Regions from separate parts of the Triticum aestivum genome. Here region 1 is linked to region 2. A link is a contact called in public Hi-C data. All regions are on one chromosome and are shown on one strand. Each heading gives the region's core, a stretch centred on a gene start, on an enhancer-like site or on the middle of the called end of the contact. The rest is flanking DNA. Distances are from core to core; before and after follow the strand shown.

Region 1 (3,756 bases), core at 268-2,767, 390 kb after region 2:
TCCGAGACCACAACTGGAGCAGGGCTCCCCTCGGCAAGGATCGCATCGCGAATGATCCGCATGGGTGTCATGAAATTGAACGGCACAACATCCTTCACAAGCTGTGCCTCCATCTTTAGCACATTATCCTTGCTCTTCTTGGTGATTGCATCAACCCATGGGTGCGACCGCGCCAAGCAGAATGGCTGATCCTTGATCTCCCTGTTGAGGAGCTCAACGACTTTCTTCGCATCCCCAACCAGACCAACCTGCGGCTTCCGAAGCTCAATCTCATCTTCAGAGACGTCCACAAGTATGAACTTGACATCCTTGGACCACTTGGGAGGCTCACCAAAGTGAAGCAACCAGTTCAGCCTGGCGCCGACGACGAGGGCCACATCGCACTGCCCAATGGCGAGGGAACGCGCGGCGGTGGAGGACAGTGGGTGCACATCTGGCACGACCCCCTTCCCCATGGGAGTCGGGAGGAAGGGGATGCCGGTGGTGTCCACCAGCTTCTGGATCGCCACCTCGGCACGGGCGTACGCCGCGCCCTTCCCGATCACGATCAGCGGCCGTTCCGCGCGCCGGAGCAGCTCGGCCGCCTCCACGATGCCCTGGTCCAGGGACTTGTGTTTCGGTGGGGACGGATCGGCGGAACCGGCCGCGGCCGCGGCCTCTGCTATGAGGGAGGCGGCGTCGGATTCGGCGAGGGTTTGGTGGAGGACGTCGGAGGGGATGTCGAGGTAGCACCCGCCGGGGCGGCCGGCGACGGTGGCGGCGAGGGCCTGGAAGACGAGGCGGGGGATGTCGGCGATGTCGGCGGCCTTGACGGCGAGCTTGGCGAAGGGCCTGGTAGCGGCGATCTGGTCGAGCTCCTGGAAGTCGCCCCGGCCGGCGTCGCGCTGGTCGCAGGAGCCGGAGACCATGAGGAGCGGCCAGGCGTTGGCGGTGGCGTGGGAGAGGCCGGCGAGGCCGTGGACGCAGCCCGGCCCGGAGACGGTGAGGAGCAGGCCGGGGCGGCCCGTGAGGAAGCCGTAGGCCGCGGCGGCGTACCCCGCGGACTGCTCGTTGCGGAAGGCGAGGAAGCGGCACCCGGCGGCGGCGGCGCGGGAGGCCAGGGAGGTCACCGGGATGCCCACCACCCCGAACATGTGCCGCGCCCCCGCGGCCGCCAGGGCGCGACCTGCGAGCGCGCTGCCGTCGACCCTCGCGGCGGAGTCGGACGCCATCTGTGTGGTGGTCTGGGGATGGGTGGGTTCTTCTCCGATCCGGCTCAGAGTGGTTGGGCGTGGGTTCGCTGGCACACGGAAGTTTATAAAGGGGGTCAGTTAGTCACTGGCGGCGGCGTGCCGGCGGGCGAGGCGGGGCAGATGCGCCTCCCCGGAGCCTGCGGTGTATCTGGTTCCGGTGGCGTCCGGCGGCCGGTGGGGAAATCTGCTGGATGTAGAGGAAAGAGTGCTCCTTTTGCTCTCCTCTCCTCTCCTCTCCTCTCCTCCACCAACATGTTTGTTGGCCAGAGTCTGCATAGACTTCATCATCATGTTCAAAAGCACTTTCCCCTCCACTGAAGTGATCAGGCCAACATACATAGGCAACTCAATATAGTTCCAGATAAAATGGTTATCGATGAATATGCTCAGTACAACAGTTATTAATGATCGTCACAACAGTTATTAATCCCTTCTTCAAGGTGTGCGCTTCATAGTCTAGAAGCTTGATGGGAGATCTTAGGTGAGCATAACGATCGCGACTTTTGTTGATCCGTCGTTCTCGGCATTTGTTCCTTTTGTACTTTATCTTTCTTTTTTCTTTTTAGATGTGATTGTGTTGCTTCTGCCCCAGCACCTATCGTTGGCTTTATAGAGTGTTGAGAGAGAGAGAGAGAGAGAGAGAGATCCAACAACTGTCTTTTCTTTCCCTCCAACTTTCTTTCCTCTCCAACTATTTCTCCTTTCACAAAATCGATTTTACCCAAATTATAAATTCAGCCAATTTCTATTTTGAGCATGGTACCATGGCAATGCTTGCATACACGCATATACGCTCACTCATATAAACACACTCACTGTATCCTTATGGCACCTTTCGAGATACTGAACCGTCACAACATTTTGAGAATGGCAAAGTCACCACAGATGTCCATTTCCTCTATTGTTCATTCGGTCTAATTTTTAATCTCCAAAAGGATGGTGTATAGTATACTCCCTCCATCCCATAATGTAAGACGTTTTTTAACACTACACTAGTGTAAAAAAGCGTATTACATTATGGGAGGGAGGGAGTAATTTTGTTTTGTATTGGTGTTTGCCTCCAAGTGTCTTTCATTGTCCGGTATTGTTTTCCTTCAAATATAAGATGTCCTTTGGATGCCTCTTTCGAAAAAAAAACTAAAAGCATTTTTGGCATGACACACAAAAGAAACTGAAAGCGCTAAGAATATGGAGTCAGGATTTGCCAAACATGCTAAAGGGAATTGCCAGGCTCACAGTACATAATTTTTTTTGGCATGTTTGAAAACATGACATTAGATTTGTAGTGGGTCCAGAGAAATAGGAACCCATCGGACAAAAATCTAATCTTTATCTTTACCTAATAATAAAGAAAATTGGGTTTCTGTCGTCCGTCTTCGCTAGCGATTTTGCAAAATAGTCCCTGTCCTTTTTGTTATTCAACCCGCAGTCCCTTTTTAAGTGGATATATAATATACGTCGTTCTTACAAAAAAGACCCTGTGTTTTTGTTATTCGGTTGCTGGCGAGCGAGACAAGCTGCAGGTCGAGGCTGGCCGCGATGCAGAAGATGTCCGGCGCGGCGGCTGCGATCTCCGGCCAGATCCGGTCGAGGAGGCGAGGCTGGAGCGATCTAGGAGGCGCGGGAGGAGGTCCAGCGGCGAAGCTTCAACTCCAAGTACATGGTGGCGGTGTTCCTCGCCGGTTCCGAGCGAGATGGGGCTGCGATGCAGACGATGCCGGGCGCGATGACGACGATCTCCGGCCAGATCCGGTCTAGGAGGCGAGGCAGGGGCCGGATCCTGCTCGGGGGATGGCGTGGAGGCGATCTACGAGGTGCGGGAGGAGGTCCAGCGGCGGGGCTTGAACTCCAGCGGCCCCCCTTTCGATGGACGGGGTTGCCCACGTCGCCGGCAACTCCCCGGAGGCCGACAGGACCTCCTCCTCCGCGTCCTCGACCGGCTCGGCCTCTCGGCGCTCCCGGCCGCACAAGGGGATTCACCTGCGGCGGCGCCGGCGACCATTGTCCGCTCGGAGAGGAGACGGCGGCGAAGGCGACGGCAAGGGCGCCGGTGACGAGTGCAGGGGCCTCGCGCTACCGCTGGGGATGTCCTTCGCGGCGGTTCCCGCCCAGGTGAGCGTCTCCTCGCGTTTTGGCTACTGCTATTGTTCCTTAATTGGTAGGTGGACCCCCTTCCTCCTAGCCATGCCACATTGTCGTGCGTCATCGGCCCACAACGCTGCACCAAGCTCCATGAGCTAATTGCTGAGGGTGTGCTTGGCCTGTGGTGACAAGCTCAACCAGAATTTCATCGAGTCCGAACTCAAGCTCGACGCCGGCAGATTCATCCAGCCGAACCACGGTCACTCACCCCATAAGGTCGCTTTCTCCTCCTCTATTAAGGGTTGTGCCATGTCTGAAGAAGAAACATGATGCAAGTAATTGATTCGTCCAGTTGTGTTACCTTGCAATGGCGGATATGGTAAGAACCCGGCCTCTTCTCCCTTGCCTGCTCCGACAGCGGTGTTCTGGGCGTCCATGACCA
Region 2 (3,662 bases), core at 517-3,016:
ATGCTAGTGGTTAAGTTCATGGTCTTAATATAATGATGGGAAGTTTAACTGAGCTAGGCAAAGCCCAGTGAGTATCTCCCAACAATGTGACACTGGTTTAAATGGCACCATTAGTCAAAAAAACTAAATATCAACATTTCTCCAAGTATATACCATAAATAAACTGGTTTACCAACATCAAAATTTGCATGGCCAATCTACTGCACACATACCTGAAATAAATAACTTTAGACCCCTACATACGGTAAACAAAATGTATCTCATACCTTTTGGTAGATGCCTTCACCACGGTTAACAGGCAACACTTTAACAGACCTGAAGAACGTGGACAGAACTGGATTTGTAAAGCAACGATCAGTCGCACATAGTGTCCATCTCAGCTTTTGTGCTTCCAACATAACAGATGGTGGCAGAAGGGAGGCAATCACAAAAGGGTCATCCATAGCAGCCACGTGATTGCTGACCTAGGATTATAAAAATGATAGAAGCATAGTGTGATTAGAAGAATGCATAGTGGAGAAATATGCAGTTAGGAAGAAATGCGGTATGTAAAACTTGACTAATGTTCAAAAGTTAAGCGATGCCACAATTCTTAAGAGAAAATATGCAGGTCATCGTCTTCTAAAAGAACATATACCACCAATTCACCACTTCAGTACAAGTTGCAGTCATATAAGAGTATGGATTTATGACTACTAGCGACCTTCAGACAACATGTCATGCAATGAAATGGAGTAACATTTTGCAATTATTCGACCACATGAGCACATACCGTTAGCAGAGGCTTGTCTTTAGGCCTCTCTTGTAACGCCTGCTGAAGTTTCTCTGCACCATAAATCTGCACAACTTGACAGGTTAGCAGAAGCCTGTGCACTCGAATTCGGACAATCAATCACTCTTGAGCTACAATACCTGGACAGAGTTAAGGCCATGCATAAAAACATGGCAAGCATTCCCGATAAGAGGAACGGCCAGCGCTTGGAGCGAGCGGAAAATCACGGAGTCTTCGACCCCGTTAACTTCTTTGCCCACTGCATTGACAAAGTGATGCGATTTAGAAACTGGTGCAATGAGGGAAACAGTATTCCCCCTCGTATCATGAGAGTAAGATAAAGGATACATCACCAGGACGGAGCGCCACATTTATCATCTCATTAGGCTAAATCAGATTGTTATGGACTCAGATAGTAGTACAAAGGATATTACCAACAGGTGACATCAAACAAGCATTCGTTTCGCAATGGTTTTTGACATGGAGCTATGAGACCAGTGGCACCAGACAAGAGATTGGCGTACCTTTCTTCCTGTAGAACTTGAAGGCGCTAGAGGAGGGCTTCGCCGCCGCGGCGGCGCTGGCGTCCGGGGAACCGGGGCCCTGCTGCTGGTCGGGTCCCTGGTTCTGCTTGTCCCGCTGCAGGATGGCGCGGAGGCGGTCGGACCACTGGCGCACGGCCTCGGAGGCGGCGCGGCCCTCGGGGCGGCGCCAGAGCCAGCGGCGGTCGACGGGCGCCACGCGGAGGCGGTTGCGGATCTGGGCCCCGACGGCGCGGGCCCCCTCCGCCCACGGCACCCCGCCGCCGGCCGCCATAGAGGGGTTGGCCATCGAAGAATGGTCAGCAAGTTAGGGTTTGCTCGGTCGCGAGTGCCGCTCAGCTCGGTTCCGTTCCGATCCGCGCCGGTATCAAATCGACTTTGATGAAAAAAAATCAAGCGGAAGAAAGAAGCCGGCCCTGCTCTTGGGGTGGAAGAAAGGAATGTGGTGGTGGGTCCCGGGGCGCAGTGGGCGCGAGGAATGGAGTGGCTGGGGCCCGGTGGCAGCGGGAGAATGGTGGGAGTGGGTTCCGATAAGGACGCTGCTCGGGGAGTCACAGTCCACGTCATCCACGACGGGGACGTGGCTGGATGATCGAAAATTCTAAATCCAACTCCATCGCATGACCCCAAACGGACGTCCGTTTCGTCCGGATTTCGTCCGTTTGGAATGGCAATGAGGAATTCTAGCCTCACCCCCAGCCCGCGCCCGAGCTCGCCACGCCCGGCCTGCGCCTGCGCCGGCCCGCGTGGCCACTCCCGCGGCGCCAGCCCGCCTCCCGTGCTCGCTCATGCCTCGCTCTCTCGCCGGGGCCACGCCGGCCAACGCGCCCGTGCCGCGTCCGAGCTCACCATGCCCGCAGCGCCGCCCCGCCTCCCGTGCTCGCCCATGCTTCGTTCTCTCGTCGGGGCCACGCCCGCCAGCGTGCCGCCGCCGCGCCCCCAGCAGCGTCGGCCCTGCCGCATTTTGCCGAGGAGTCGCCGCTGCTGTAGCTGCTATGGCGAGGAGAGAGAGAGAGAAAAAAAGTGAGAGAGAGACCGATGGGAGGCCTGAGTGGGTGACCAGTGGGTCCAGGCGCGGACGAGAAAGCGTTCGCTTGATGTCCGCTCGACCGCAAAGCCGAACTAAATTTGGGCTCGGGATGGGGCAAAGCGGACCAAAAGCGGACGTCTTTTTACGAATGAGGTTGCACGTTCAGCCACTTCATTTATCTGTTTAGATCCAAACGGACAGACCTGGACGTTTTGGAGTCACGGTGAAGATGGCCTAAACGCACGGACTGGTTACTGGCTTCTCGTCTGGAAACTTCTTTTCTTGGGTACATCCCTTCGGTCAAAGTTTAGTCAAATTACCCTAAAAGAGGTTTTGTCAAATTTCGGGCGCAAACATCAGAATATTGATTCACTCAAACTGCTCGTCCGAATGAGTTGAAGCTTAATCCTCTGTAACACTAACCTAGTTTTAGAGATGTCATGTCCAATTAAGGTCTTTAATTTAAATTGGATCGCCTCATTTTGACGGGGTCAACAATTTCTCAAAGCCCTCCATTCCTAATAAATATAGGTATTTTTAGAGATTTCACTATGGACTACATACAAATGTATATAGACATATTTTAGAGTGTAGATTCACTCATTTTGCTCCGTATGTAGTCTCCTATTGAAATCTCTAGAAAAACTTATATTTAGAAATAGAGGGGATACTATACAATATGGTTCTTATTTTCTAAGACTCCACAATTAATTGAGGTGTTCAATTTAGAATTGGATCACCCAATTTTGAATGGATAACACTTTATCAAGTTTTCTCATTCAATTATTTTAATTCACTATATTTCCTAATTTTGAACCACTTTCTTTCAATTTTGGATTTGATTTAAGATTTTGACCGGGCCAACGATTTTTCAAGTCAATCAGCAACAACTGGCATGTAAAAACGTATCAATCCCGCGCACCCTCCCACCATCTGAAAAAAAAAGCGCCATCATGTAATATTGTAGCACCAACATTGTAATACATGCCACCACTGATATAGAATTTTCACCACATAAATATAGGTTGGTTAGCGGATAATGTATAATCACACCAAGAAGGGCTCACTAAATCATTGCATTATAAATAAAAATAAAACACACTCTATCATCTCCCCCACCCGCCAAACTAAATATTCCATCATTTCTAAAATATAAGGGGCCGAACTGCGGGCACATGAGCCCCTGGCCTGTGTGTTGCGTCTGCTCTACTCCAAGGCTCCAACATCCATACGTGCCGGTGCTGAACTGAATTTTGCTGAGACACATCGGTATAAACACAACACCAAAGGCAACACCAAATTCCCCATTTGATAAGCA

Evidence for each region. A called contact is a pair of places that touch in the nucleus more often than the background predicts.
Region 1: a Hi-C map of leaf shows a contact between it and region 2, with 6 times the contacts expected there. The contact joins the promoter of LOC123072164 here to the promoter of LOC123072161 in region 2. A contact is called at or near these places in 3 of 5 Hi-C or Micro-C datasets (all in leaf) and 1 of 1 datasets of contacts at active chromatin or transcription factors (leaf).

What each region holds. Positions count from the first base shown.
Region 1 is chr3B:747,508,274-747,512,029 of IWGSC CS RefSeq v2.1, forward strand. It overlaps LOC123072164 (2-hydroxyacyl-CoA lyase), which reads right to left and starts at 1,518. Exons shown (of 2, transcript XM_044495724.1): 1 at 1-1,518. The coding sequence starts at 1,211.
Region 2 is chr3B:747,115,808-747,119,469 of IWGSC CS RefSeq v2.1, forward strand. LOC123072161 reads right to left here and starts at 1,767. Exons shown (of 7, transcript XM_044495721.1): 1 at 1,297-1,767; 2 at 913-1,031; 3 at 773-838; 4 at 267-464. The coding sequence starts at 1,603.